2 separate regions of the Rattus norvegicus genome follow, and region 2 is linked to region 1. The links are chromatin contacts, called in public Hi-C maps. All regions are on one chromosome and are shown on one strand. The core of a region is the stretch at or near the end of the contact, and the rest is flanking DNA. Distances in the headings are between cores, read along the strand shown.

What was found. A called contact is a pair of places that touch in the nucleus more often than the background predicts.
Region 2: a contact with region 1 is called in a Hi-C map of mammary epithelial cells, with 2.5 times the contacts expected there. The contact joins two enhancer-like sites. A contact is called at or near these places in 2 of 12 Hi-C or Micro-C datasets (mammary epithelial cells and psoas muscle).

The regions. Positions count from the first base shown.
Region 1 is chr3:99,021,145-99,027,707 of GRCr8, reverse strand. It overlaps Chst1 (carbohydrate sulfotransferase 1), which reads right to left. Exons shown (of 3, transcript NM_001011955.2): 2 at 810-939. Among named protein-coding and RNA genes, the nearest start is that of Chst1, 9.0 kb to the right of the region's middle. Within about 2 kb of position 2,802, at least 40 of the 93 cell types and tissues checked have an H3K27ac peak or open chromatin away from gene starts, as enhancers often do.
Region 2 is chr3:99,160,529-99,167,091 of GRCr8, reverse strand. LOC134486407 (a long non-coding RNA gene) reads left to right here. Exons shown (of 3, transcript XR_010065267.1): 3 at 3,402-4,560. Among named protein-coding and RNA genes, the nearest start is that of Chst1, 150 kb to the right of the region's middle. Within about 2 kb of position 3,156, at least 6 of the 93 cell types and tissues checked have an H3K27ac peak or open chromatin away from gene starts, as enhancers often do.

The sequences.
Region 1 (6,563 bases), core at 1,553-4,052:
TGGATTTTAAGCATCTTCTAATCACACAGGCTGATACTCACCCTCCCAGACCATGGTCTTTTTCTATGTCCTCTTTTTACCCCTAGAGGAAGGATACACACCAAATTCCCCTCCACAAACAAATCCAGGAGAGCAGGGAGCCCTGTGCCCCATGAATTCTGAGTTGACAACAGAACCCAGCTGGACCAGGAACTGCCCACCCTGGGCCATGGCCTTTCTACCTTGCAAATGAGGAAGCCCAGCTACCTCCAGATGTGGACTTCCAGGCACCTGCAGTGTTGTGAGTCAACTGGCCTGGAGCAAGGGCAGGTTCCAGAGGCTAAGTCTCTCTGCACAGGACTCAGCTTGTTTCTGGTCCATAAAAGTGGGGGAGGGGGAGGAAGGGTATGGGAAAATGGGAAAGGGAAGCCTATGCCACGGGCTCACAATATACCCCAAGGCATGCTGCCTCAGCCACCAGAGATGCCAGGGATGCTTCCAGACTCAGTGCCAAGGAGCTCAACACTTACCAAAGGACTGCTGTAAAGGGGACCAGTGATTTGCGCTCTGCCTCAGGCCACAAAACATGACTTTTCCTGCTCCTCACACTGACTGCTATCTCAGGGCTCCAGCCGATCTAACATCACCCCTAAGCCGTGCAGCCCCAACTGTCAAACTGCAACCTCTATGTCCCACCCCTAACAAGCCATGATCCCTCTCCCCACACTAGGGCTCCTGTGGGCAGGAGCTGGCTAGCCTGTGTGCCCAAGTGTCTCAGGCCACCAGCCTAGGTGGGTTCTGAATTAGAAATGGATGGAAACAATTCTCACCTTCTGGAACTCAGCTGGTCCTGGGATGGAGGTGGCTCACCCCAGGCCTTCAGGTAGAGAAGGTCGCTCCAAAGGAACAGCTGGGGACAGGGGTCTTCTTCCAACCACATGCAGCACACACAGCAGTTACCTGAAACCAAAGGCTAATTTTACCAAGCCCAACCAAGTAAGACACCAGAGCCAGCACAACTCTAGTTAACACCTACTAAATGCTCACACAGGGCTAAGGCCTTTAGGTAAACAAACATTCACTCTGAAAGTAGGTATAACCCACAGCACAGGCAGCAGTGGCTACTGGGGCCTACCACCTGCTTCAACCAATCCCCATCTGGAACCTGTACAACCCCCCTGCCCCGGAACCTGCATACCTCCCCTCTAAGAAAACAACTCTGTTCCTCATGCTTAAGCACACTTGGCCTTCAAACAAGTACCAGATTATGTCCCAGCCCATCCACAAATCAGCACCGGAGGGACCAGAATGGAAGCATGTAAGTTTGTGAGTTCTGAGACGCAGAATGCATGGTAGGTATCCTTCTTGCCATGAGGTCCATTTATTGGTTGTCTCATGGCTGGCGTGTAAACTTGAATCCTTTGTGGACAACCTTCCCACAACAATCTGCTGTTGTCCTGGCTACTCTAGGAGACAAGTAGACCCCCAAGTCCCAAGCAAACAAGCGTTGTCATTTTGGGTACCCTGTCATCCCTTACAAACTGCTCTGGTAGGGCAGGGGCCCCCTCCCATTGCTCAGATGGAGAATTTAAAGACCACTCTATGACTTATGTGGGAAATATCAGGGACCCAAGTCCTTCTGCCTCAGGGTCAGACCAGTACATCTAATCCCTTCCTTGTCCCAAGGAAGAAAGTGGGGCTGCAGGCTCCGCTTGCCTGGGGAAAAGCACAAGGCCTCAGCCAAAATGGCCATGCCTTGGACTCTGAGGGTCCTATTTAAAGTGTGAAACACCATACTATGTGCAGAAATCAGCACCAAGTCACCACCAAGAGATAGTTATTAGAGGAAGCAGTACAGCCCAGATTCTTAGGAAGCTCTCGGTGTGATCAAAGTCACCCAATCTGGGGTTGGGAATTTAGTTCAGTGGTAGAGCGCTTGCCTAGGAAGCGCAAGGCCCTGGGTTCGGTCCCCAGCTCCGAAAAAAAAAAAAAAAAAAAGAACCAAAAAAAAAAAAAAAAGTCACCCAATCTGGACCATACCCATCCTAGCCCCTGTGGCAGATGTCTCTGCCCCATGAAGGGAAGGCTGAGGGTCGTGGAGAGCCCTCTCTACTTTTTAATCCCAGGTCCCTGACAAGTGCTTCAGGGAATACCAGCCCTCTTTCTTCAGTTGTGACAACACTAAACTCAGCTGTGTTTCTTCATAGGCATCTACAGGCGATCCAGACCAACAGGCACCACTGATGAATTGATACCAAGGGAAGTCAGCACTCCCCAGGGGCTCCTGTGTCAGTGCCACACCCTCAGGCTCAGGGGTATGGTCCCCAACCCCAACCTCAAGGCTTGGAGGTCAGCACTTCACAACCCATTTGGCAGGAAAAAAAGTTGAGGCTCCTTGGGTTACAACAGCTTTTCCAAGTTCATGCCCGAAGAAGCAGGGTGAACCAAGATCCCAGCCAAGGCTAGGTGCTCTCAAAATCATGTTCAAAGCCAGTGGTTGGGTCTGCTCCTGGCCCATCCCTTATTTCATTCCCTTTGATTTGTACAAGATAGGTTTCCTTGGGCCTTCAGCCTGCAATTCCAACTCTAAAGATAGAACACACACTGAGTTTTTCTTCAGAGGGGAACCCTCTGTCTTGCCCAGAAGGGGACAGACTGTTCGAGCTCTTTCTCCCAATTTCCCTTCCCACCCCACTTGGAGAAACTCAAGGCCAGGTCTAAGGTGAGGAGACTTTTCAAAGTTCAGCATAAGCTTGATGCCCGGCTGAGGGCCATATGCCCGCCTTCCAGGAGGGCACAGCCAGAGCTGAAATGCTCTGTTCCCCGGCCAGCCTGGCACAGCCCAGCCCAGAGCTAGCCAAGGGTCCTTGGTATGCTGGAGGCATCTGCCCTGGAAACCAAAGGCCCTGGGGCCAGGTCCTGTTGTTCCCAGGCAAACCTTGGCCTCTGCAAGAGATTTCTCAATGGCCTGGTCCTCCAAGCCAGACTTGAGGGCCCACTACCCTTTCTGGGTTTCTAGAAGCTTCTGTTATGACCTCCCTCATTGGCGGATCAAGCCTTGGGCACAGAAGCCCAGAATCCACCTTTTTGTTGGAAGACAGAGGACCTGATGACCAGTCTGGATGGCTCAGACTGCAGCTCTACGGTCAGGTTGGGAGTGGAGAATGCTGTACAGGGAAGCTGTAATTTGCAGCTAAGGGCTCAAACCTGCCTGCATGTCAGTGGCTAAGCACACACTGCCAGTTGGGCCCAAACGTCCCTGTCCCCATCTATAAAGGTGGCCTGAACAAAGTAATGTTTGTAACTGACCTGAACCATTTTTCATGCCCAACATTAGGACAAGATTCTGCTTTGTGTTTGTCAAGTGACCTCTGACACCAGCCCCATGGAACCCAGCTCAACTGTTTATCTGCTGAGAACCTTGCCTAGATCTCTGAATTTTGCTTTTTATCTTGGGGAAGCACCTCAGAGCTAGATACCTATACTCTTAGAGTCTGCTCTGACAGAGGGAGACCTCTGTAGGGCTTTGCCCACCACCCCTTCCCAAACCACTTGCCCTGCTAGAATTTTCTGTGCCTGGCTGTGGCGATGGTAGTCCTGCTTCCCTCTAGTGGGAAAAACTGGTAGTACAGCCTCCTAGCTCTTGTCTTTTTGCTGTGTTAGAAATTCAGGCCTAACAGTGAAAACAAAGGAACAACCGTGATAGAAATACGTTGCTGCAGATTGCAGTGAAGAGTGATGATGGCTTCTGAGACATGGGGATACTCTTCCTCAGCTGCACCCCAAGAGGCAAGCAGCAATAGGCAGTCTGGCTTTATCCTGACCTTTACCCCTGCACAGCCCTCACACCTCATGCCGCCCAGGCTGGAGAAGGAGTGTTGAACAGAACACCTCAAACAGGAGTGGCTTGCAGCTTCTGCCTATCCCTAGACAAGTGACACTGGGTCAAGACCTACACTTCTGTCCCTGGGGAATTCCTCTAAAACAGTAACAAGGACCTCTCTGCCTTTGGAAGATCCCACCCCATGTTCAGGTCCAGTTAAGGCTAAGTCCACACCAGACAGAGAGAACCCCTGTGGACTGTGGGAAAACTCAAGTCACTCTCCAGAAAAAGTCCATGCTCTATGTCTCTGCCACCCCCCAACAACCACAAGCCCCAGCCTGATCCCTCATCCCCACTGTCCTCAAGGACCCAAGGACCCAAGGGCTCTGCCCTTCACCGAGCCCCTCGTGCCACCCTTTGGGATCTCGGCATACCACAGCAGAGCAGCTTACCTTCCCTGTTCCACAGGCTCCTTGGAAACACAGCCCATCCTCCAGAAAAGGCTCCCTGTGCCCAGTTTTGCACACACAATTTGGATGGTTCTGAAGCTCCTGAAGGGAGGGTATAGGCTACTGCTTTACTTCACAGAAACTGGGCTCCCTCGTTACTGACCAGGCTGCCTTTCTGATTGAGGCAGAGGATGCTCATGGAAATGAGCCAAAGACAAACAAAAAACTACAGTCAAGAAAGCCACAAAACACATGTGTTCAGTTGCGCCATTGGTTAGGGCACACAACACATGAACGGCCCTTGGAACCTTGTGCACTGTGCCAGTAAGTATGGCTGTCTGGGAGGAGGAGACCCAAGAGCCTACAAAGGAGTGAGAACAGTTTGCAACAAGCTTTGAGTTTATTATCTGTGGAGATAACGGTGACCTTGTTCCCATAGAGGAGCTAGAGTGGTGTCTGAGGACAGAGTTGGCAACTGAAAACAGTCCGACACCTCAGTCCAGCCTTGAGGCTTTCTTCTTTGCCCCAGGGACACTGCTTATCAGCCTTTCTCCTTCCCAACGTTCAACGAGTCTGGTCAAGACTTCCTTGTCCTAACACGAAGCATGAGCCCTGCTCTGGTGGACATGAGGACTTGTGGTTGGCTGGAGGCTGCTGAGGTCGGACAGAACCTGCAGCAAGTAGGACCTCAGAAGGTCCTGGAAGTTCTGCAGGAAGTGGCTGAGGCTAAGCTCACACAAGTGACTTCTTCAAAATGCTCTTAAAGTGGCATGGGGAGCAGGGAACAGAGCAAGGGAACGTGAAGCCAAATATCCACTACCTGAACCAAGCCAGGACACAGGGATTCCAAGGCTCCAGCATGCCATGCCGTGCTGTGCAGACATCTGAGCAGGGGAAAAAGGACTTGGGCAGGGAGAAAGTTAGCTGGAAGGTAGCCTCGGGAAACTACGTGTTTTAACCTGTCTGGCCAGCCCTGACTGACCATCGATGTTTGTTTAAAGGCTAAACTAACAAAACAGCCAGGAGATTATTTTCCCTCTCAAGGAAAACTCCATCATGAAAATGAGGCAACAAGAAGAAAAGATTGTGAAAGTCAGCTCTAAGAGCCAAGTAATTTGTGGGCTTATGGGATAGAGCTTCCTGGCAGCCAATGAGAAACGAGAAGTAACTCAGTTACATGCTTCATGAGATCCAGGAGATAAGAGTAAAGCATCTGATCAAAAGACATTTGGCTCAGAGAGGCTGGGATCACAAGATCTCCCAAGAGGTCTCCAAAGCCACACAGCACCATGAACCCAAGATCCCACACCTCACAGAACCCCAGGACTGGTTCCCTAGGGCTGTGTGCTGGAGCAACCCTCAGAATTAGCAAAATGAAGAATACAGAGTGACCACGCAGGGATGGCAGCCAGTCCGGGGAACACTGGAAGCTTCCCTTTGGTACCAGGCCCGTGTCCACTTTAAGCTCAGTAAGGTCTACAGGTCTGTCCTGCAGGACCTGCGTGACACAGCAAGGTGGTCTATGCCCAGCCTCTGGAGCTCTGAGGCAGTACCAGACCCTCTTTTGAGCATACCCAGCAGGAACGGGTCTTAAGGACAGGGTCCTCAAGGCAGACCCAACCATACAGAGAGTCAGAGAATCCTTTATCTTTTCACCATAGACAGAGTTGAGTGAAACCTCCAGGCAGGTCATTCTAGTGCCCATGGGAGATGGCACTGACATTCATCTCAAGCCTCTGTGTAAAGTAGGTGGGCACTGGAGGAAGGATCTGCATAGGGGGGTTGGGTGAGAACCTCGCTCCAGCTATTTGATGGCTCGGAAGCCTGGAACGAGACGCTCAACCTCGGCTGGCCTCTGTCACACTGAATGAAAGAAACAGGGCTATCACAGCCGGAAGCAGGAAGCTGGAAGCCGAGGATACAACAGCTCAATATAACCTGTGTACAGGCAAGACTCATGAAAGGGTTTCCACTGGTCTAGACCACAACCCTTGGAAAAGTTCACAGGTGCGGCTTGAGTACCACGTGCAGGGCCCTCAGCTTTAAAGGAAGGAAGCAACTTCTATCCAGTGTCCGGTGGCCTGGGAGCAAAGCCCTCTCTGCTGTGGGGTGAGTGACTATCCTCCTGTGTCGACACAAGGGCCTAGTGTACAGGAACCTGAGAGGAGAGATGAGTCAGAAGGCTGGTCCCTGTCTCAGCCGGGCCAGTCTGTGGGAGGCGGAACTACTGCCCCAGCACTAGACGGAAAAGCCCTGGTTTCCTGCCCCCCTCCCCCCGCTGCTCAGCACAGCCACAGCCTGTCCAGTCAGAA
Region 2 (6,563 bases), core at 1,907-4,406, 140 kb before region 1:
TTGAATTCAGGACCGGTGAAGGAGACCTGAATCAGTAGTGACTCAAATGGGCCACTTCTATTTGTAAATTGAAACAGGGGTCCTCCTGTGTTTCACTGCTTTGTGGCCCATCTTCTTTTCGTGGACAGGAAAGAATGAGGCTCCTGCATTACTGGGGATGAGCTTGGCATTGAGCAGAGAGGACAGAGTGTGGGAAGGGGGTCTGTTGGTGTGGACAGAGCTGGTCTCAGACACTGTGATGGGAGCATAAGGTTTCCCTGAGCAGCTGTTGTCCTTCAACTGTCCTTCAATGCCCTCTATAGTAGATCCAAGAGTGTGATCTGCAGCCTCCAACACAGGCACACTGCTCAGCCTGTCTGTGAGCTCAGGGCCTGAGGCACCATGGTCCATACTGCTCAGCCTGTCTGTGAGCTCAGGGCCTGAGGCACCATGGTCCATACTGCTCAGCCTGTCTGTGAGCTCAGGGCCTGAGGCACCATGGTCCATACTGCTCAGCCTGTCTGTGAGCTCAGGGCCTGAGGCACCATGGTCCATACTGCTCAGCCTGTCTGTGAGCTCAGGGCCTGAGGCACCATGGTCCATACTGCTCAGCCTGTCTGTGAGCTCAGGGCCTGAGGCACCATGGTCCATATTGCTCAGCCTGTCTGTGAGCTCAGGGCCTGAGGCACCATGGTCAGTCACTTGAAGGTACTACAGTGTGTGGCTAAACGTCTGCGGCTGTGAGTGGCTAGAGTGGGGGATGATTTGTTTTGCAGCATTGCCAGCAGCAATAGCTGACAGATACACAGGCTCACAGCTAGAGTCAGGGAAGGAGCCTGGATGCTGTTTTAGACTGGCAGCCTGCCGGTGTCCCAGCATGAAGCCTGTTGGGGAAATGCTTCATATTCTAGACACGTGTGCAAACATGGGAATGGCCCAGCCTATCTGTGGCACTCACTGCATCTCAGGGAGGGAGTTCTTAGCTCTCTCCTCTCCCTAAAGGCCAAAGCGAGACAGAGGCAGAGCTGGGCCTAGACTTCCCTGGCTCCTGTTTGTACTTGGCCAGGCAGCCAGCCCTCAGCTGGTGAGTAACCAGGCCCATAAGAATGGGAACTGTGGCCAAGCTGGGCCTGGGTCATCCTGGGTCTAGGAACAAGTCCGAGATCTCTATTTACTGGAGGTCAATGGTAGAGAGTGCCAGGGTCAAAGCATTACTGTACTTTGCAAAACAAAGTAGCAGTGTGCATGCGTGTGTGTATGTGTACGTGTGTGTGTGTGTGTGTATGTGTGTACGTGTGTGTGTGTGTGTATGTGTGTACGTGTGTGTGTGTGTGTGTGTGTGTGTGTGTGCACTTGTGTCCCAGCCCAGCCACCAGGGCATGAGCTCTGGAGTCTGACAGAATCACATTTCCCAGCCCTGCCCTTTGTGTCTGTGTCCTTGGCCTCCTGAAGCCATCCTAGCTGTGTCGAGGTTGCCTCCATGCGACCTCCTACAAAGTTCAAGTGCTTCGACCTTCACTGTGCTGCATAATGGGGAGAGGCTGGAAGTGATAGGGATGGTAATAGAAAGATCTCTGAGGCATGATGGCCAACACCCTAGTTTAAAAATCTATGATAACAGACCCTTTCTCAAGGGAGAAAGACACTGGATGTCCTCCTCTAGCCTTCGAGTGTAAGCACATAGCCGTGTGCACCTACACATGCATGTGAACACACATATACCACACACACAGCTAACTTATTAATTAAAATAAATGGGGAAAGTAGCTGGAGACACCAGTAAACGTCTCCCTGGTCCCATGATCCTTCCCTGTTAGTTGAGCGCACCTGGGGTTCACTGCTAAGCACCCAACTCCCAGCAGCAGCCAGGAAGTTCTCACGGGGCTGTTTTCATTTCCTTGTGTTGAGTTGGCTCCCTAGAGGTTAGATAATAATTGCTAACCCTATGGGGAATATTTGGGACTTATTGTCAGTTTAGAGCCTCGAGGAAGCCAGCCTCAGCCTTTCTTTCTCTGTTTTCACAGGTGTGTCAAGAATGGGGTTAAGAGCACACCCTGGGAAGCCAGGCAGCCTATGCTGTAATCCTGTGTGAGCTCACAAAGATTTCCTAACCTCTCTGTGCATTCCCCCTCCTGTATTTGGTTACTGTGAATAGAGAGTGATTAGTCTAGTCTCTCTGCTTTTCCCGAGTCTCTCCAATGAGCTACTACTATCTCTGAAGGCCTGGGTCAATCTGAGGAGTTCTAGCGAAAGATGAAGGGTCCCTAGCACCATCAGGAGGGCTGAAATTCGTTCATTGGTACTTGGGGATTCACTCTAAGTCAGACACCATTCAGAGGCATATGTAATTGTGTGGGCAGGTATATGTGAGTGTGTACTAGAGGGAGGGAGAAGGGGGAAGGGAAGAAAGGGGGGAGGGAGAGGGAGAGGGAGGATGGACCTCAGAGGGAAAAGCAACAAACTTTAAAAGTAGAAAAGGGACCCCCTTCCTACCATTCTCCAAGGCTCAAGGACAGAAAGATTGTAAGAACCAGAGGGCTGTGGAGGAGTACCTTCCAAACATGACAGAGCTGCTGGATTCGTGAACTCACATTAGCTGTGGTGATTGGCACAAGATCCACACAGGATCAAGCACAGATGGGGAGGGCTGAGGAGCCCCCCCCTCACTCTGTCTCTTCTTCCTCCGTGTCTCCCCTCCTTCCCTGATTCCTTCCCTTCCTCCCAGCTGCCCTTCCTCTCTCACCTGATTTCCTTTTGATTCGGAAGGTGTGAGAGGAGGCAGTGAGGCTCACCTTCCTCAAGCCCTGGCCACTTTGAGCCCTCTACCCATCTCATCATCCTGGGGAGTAGATGCTGCATGGACCCATTTTAAAGAAGCAGAAACTGAGGCTCAACTACATCAAAGAAGATATGGGAGGTCACCAGCCTCCGAGGGTAGAGGTGCAATGTCAGTTGAAGTGGGCTTCAGAGATCACACCTTTGGCATTGGGAAATTACCTCTGGAGTTGCAAACACAGGAAAATCTGGTTGTGTGCAAGCACATGCTCAGAATTGATTCTATGAAAGAGGTCAGAGAGAGTCTGAGAGGCTGCAGCCTGTCCTCAGCCACGGTCATCCCAGGACACTGGCTGCAGCAATGGCAGGCACGGCCACAGCCAGGCCTTCCTGCTTCCTGCCTCAGCTTCCTTTCTAGCTCAGAGGTGAGGGCTCTTCCCTGAGACTCAGTCCTCCCTGGAACAGCTCCCCAGTTGTTTTCCTCCATTTGCAGGAAGACCACACCCCCGCAGTAACACTCTGAAACCCCTGATGATTCCCTGACCACATTCCTGTGGCTCTTTTCCAGAAGGGCTGGTTCTGCCTGAGGTCACCCACTGGAGCAGGAAGTTCTGCTGAGATCTGTCTGTCTCACCCCCTTTCTCCAGTCCAGGAAATGACTGCGTGGATGGATGGGAGCTGGACTCTGGACAGGACACAGGACCTCAAGTCAGGTGATGCCAGCTGCATGCAGAGACCTCCATTTGATGCTCAGTCTGACCCTGCAAGGTTCTTCCACGTTATAGGTGAGGAGACTAAGGCACAGAGAGGTTAAGCTACCTCCCGGAGGACACACAGAGAGCTACAGTGCAGAGACTGCTACGCCAGTTTTCCTCTTACCAAAATGTCTAGAATCTTCTTGCCACAGACATCAACAGAATGGCGGGTTGGATTTATGGCACCTGGGCTTCCCCCTACCACGTCTTCTGTCTCCTTCCTGCTTTGCTTCCAGAGTCCTTACTTGTCACCTCCCTCTCAGCTGCTCTATCTGGGTGAATGACACCCCTTCGCAGGTGCACATAGGTTTAAATCCCTGCACATTTTCCATGCAGTGAATGATCTCAGACTGCTGTAAGGGGCTCTCCTCACAGCCAGACTGTGGCCATCTTAATGAACTCAGGTGTGCCCACTCCTGAGCCCGATGGAGCTGTGAACTTGGTATTTCTTCCCAGAATGAGGGGCAGGGAAGGTCACTGGACCCTCATCTGAGTATCCAGCCATTAAGGTGTGGTTTTCTCTTACCTACTCATGGCAGGTGTCTTAGTCAGGGTTTTACTGCTGTGAGCAGACACCATGACCAAGGCAACTCTTGTAAGGACAACATTTAATTGGGGCTGGCTCACAGGTTCAGAGGTTCAGTCCATTACCATCAAGGCAGGAGCATGGCAGCATCCAGAACAGGAAGAGCTGAAAAATCTACATCCTCATCTGGAGGCTGCTAGGAGAAACCTGACTTCCAGGCAGCTAGGGTGAGGGTCTTAAGTCCACACCCACAGTGACGTGCCCATTCCAACAGGGCCACACCTTCTAATAGTGCCACTCCCTGGGCTGAGCATATACAAACCATCCCAGCGGGGAACTTCAGAATGAACTAAAAGATATGACTGGGAAAGAATAAGGGAAGAAGATTCCATTATGTATGTGACTGGAGGATGCCATCATCCATACAGGGCAAAGACTTTCCCATTTGGCTGATTTGGGGTCCCCCTGCTCTCGTAGGAAGCCCTTCATCCATACTCTCTAAGCCCAATAAACTTACTAGCTGCCTGTGGTGAGCTGATTTGTCATTTGGACCTTAGGAGGAGGGATGGACAGTGTTTACATCTTCTCAGGGACGGGATCCTCACAACAGAACAGAGACTCAGTCTCCTCTTCTACAAGTTGGGTGATGGCGCTGACTGACTTGGGTGGGAAGGTAGAGGACCACGGAGCTCCTGAACATAGTTCACTCAGGGTGTGGGGACTGTTGAGTGACTGATGGCTTTGGTGGTGTGAGGGACTGAGGCAAGGGTTACTGATGGCCAGGCTGAGGCTGAAGAGGCACCAAGTGGTGGCCACAATCATGTCTTAAAGACCCTGAACAGCAGGACAGACAGATAGCCGTTGCAGCATGTATGACAAGGTACCCTCTGGGTGTGGAGGCCAGACTGGATGGTTCCCCAAGGGAAATGTTTTACTGTGTGTTGGTTATTTGAGCCAGGATCTTATTATGCAGTCCAGGTTGACCTTGAACTTAGAGTGGTTGGGGACTGTGTGTGTGTGTGTGTGTGTGTGTGTGTGTGTGTGTGTGTGTGTGTCTCTACTTTGCAGAGCAGGAAATAGAGGCACAGAAAGGGAAAGTCATTGCCCAAGGTCAGGTGGCCCAAAGCAGCCATGCACACCTTAGAACACCAACAATGGGTTTCCTACCCACCCTGCCCACCCAGCTCTCTACACTAGCAAAAGCAGCTGAGAGACTACTACAGCCAGGATGGAACCAGGCTACAGACAAGTTCCTAAGGGAAGCAGGAAAGACAGACTGAATCAACCAGACCCCTTAGCCCATCCCAGGACATATGCTCCCTTCCCTGGGCCCCTGCCCTGGAGCTACTGCAGAAAGGGCCAGGCTTAAACACATTTTTTTTAAATCTTGTTTTTTTTTTTTCCGGAGCTGGGGACTGAACCCAGGGCCTTGCGCTTGCTAGGCAAGCGCTCTACCACTGAGCTAAATTCCCAGCCCCGCTTAAACACATTTTTTAACAATTAAGATTAACTAAGAGGAAAGCACTCCATGAGGGCAGGAGAGGGCCAAGAGCCCTTGAACTTGCAGAGTTGAGGCTGATTCTAGCTCTCTTTCTAAAAATAGATCTCAGGACGGCTTCTCAGGGTTTACGTAGGAACTAAGTAAGGGAGCCCCATTGCCCAGTCTCTGCCTGGTGACTAGTGTTAGCCTTCACCCCAAGGAATTTCCATACCTGTTTCTGAGTTGGATCCGTGTTTCCCAGCCCAGCACCTGGCTGCCTTTTCCAGAAAGGCCTCCCAACAGAGGAGTAGCCTGTGCACTCCCTGCAGGGAGCCCGCTGAGGACCCAGGCCAGACCTAGACTCAGTCTCCTTTCACTCCTTTGGGGCACTGTGATCGCTGGGCAGGGGCTAGGTCTCAGGCCATCTATAAAGAAGGACAAAGCTATTACGGTGGTGGTGCCAATGTGGAGGCTCCTCAAAATGTTTGAATCAGAGGCTGGGAGATGGTCAGCGGCTATAAACACTTGCTGTGCATGTTTGAGGATCTCAGATGCTGCACAAAAGACCGGTGTGAAAACCTAGGCGTAGCCAAATGCACTTGTCCCTGCCAGCCCTGGGGGAATGGAGGAGGGAGTTATGTGTGAGCTGAGCAAGCATACAGCTGTATTTAACACACGTTCTAGCTCATGTCATTCCCGAATATCCCCGGAGCAGAAGACACTCCTCAGCGCCCAGCCCATGGGTTGGGGCACAGAGCAGAAACAAGACTGGACCCAGTCCTGGGAGTCTGAACCTGGGCTCTTCCTTTGCACTCATTGCCCACGGCTGATAAACTCTCATACTCCCCTGGGCATCTGCCAGTGTGGGGAGAGTGGGGCTAACCTGGCTTCTTCTATCTCTCCATCCCAGAAGCCAATGCTCTCAAAGCCAGAAGACAAGAAAGCAGGACCTGCCCCTCCCAGAAGCCTCCATTGGGGAGGGCATGGGAACCATCTGTTTTCCTGCCTGCCCCTCCTGTGCCTCAACATCCCTAAGGAAGCCCTGTTT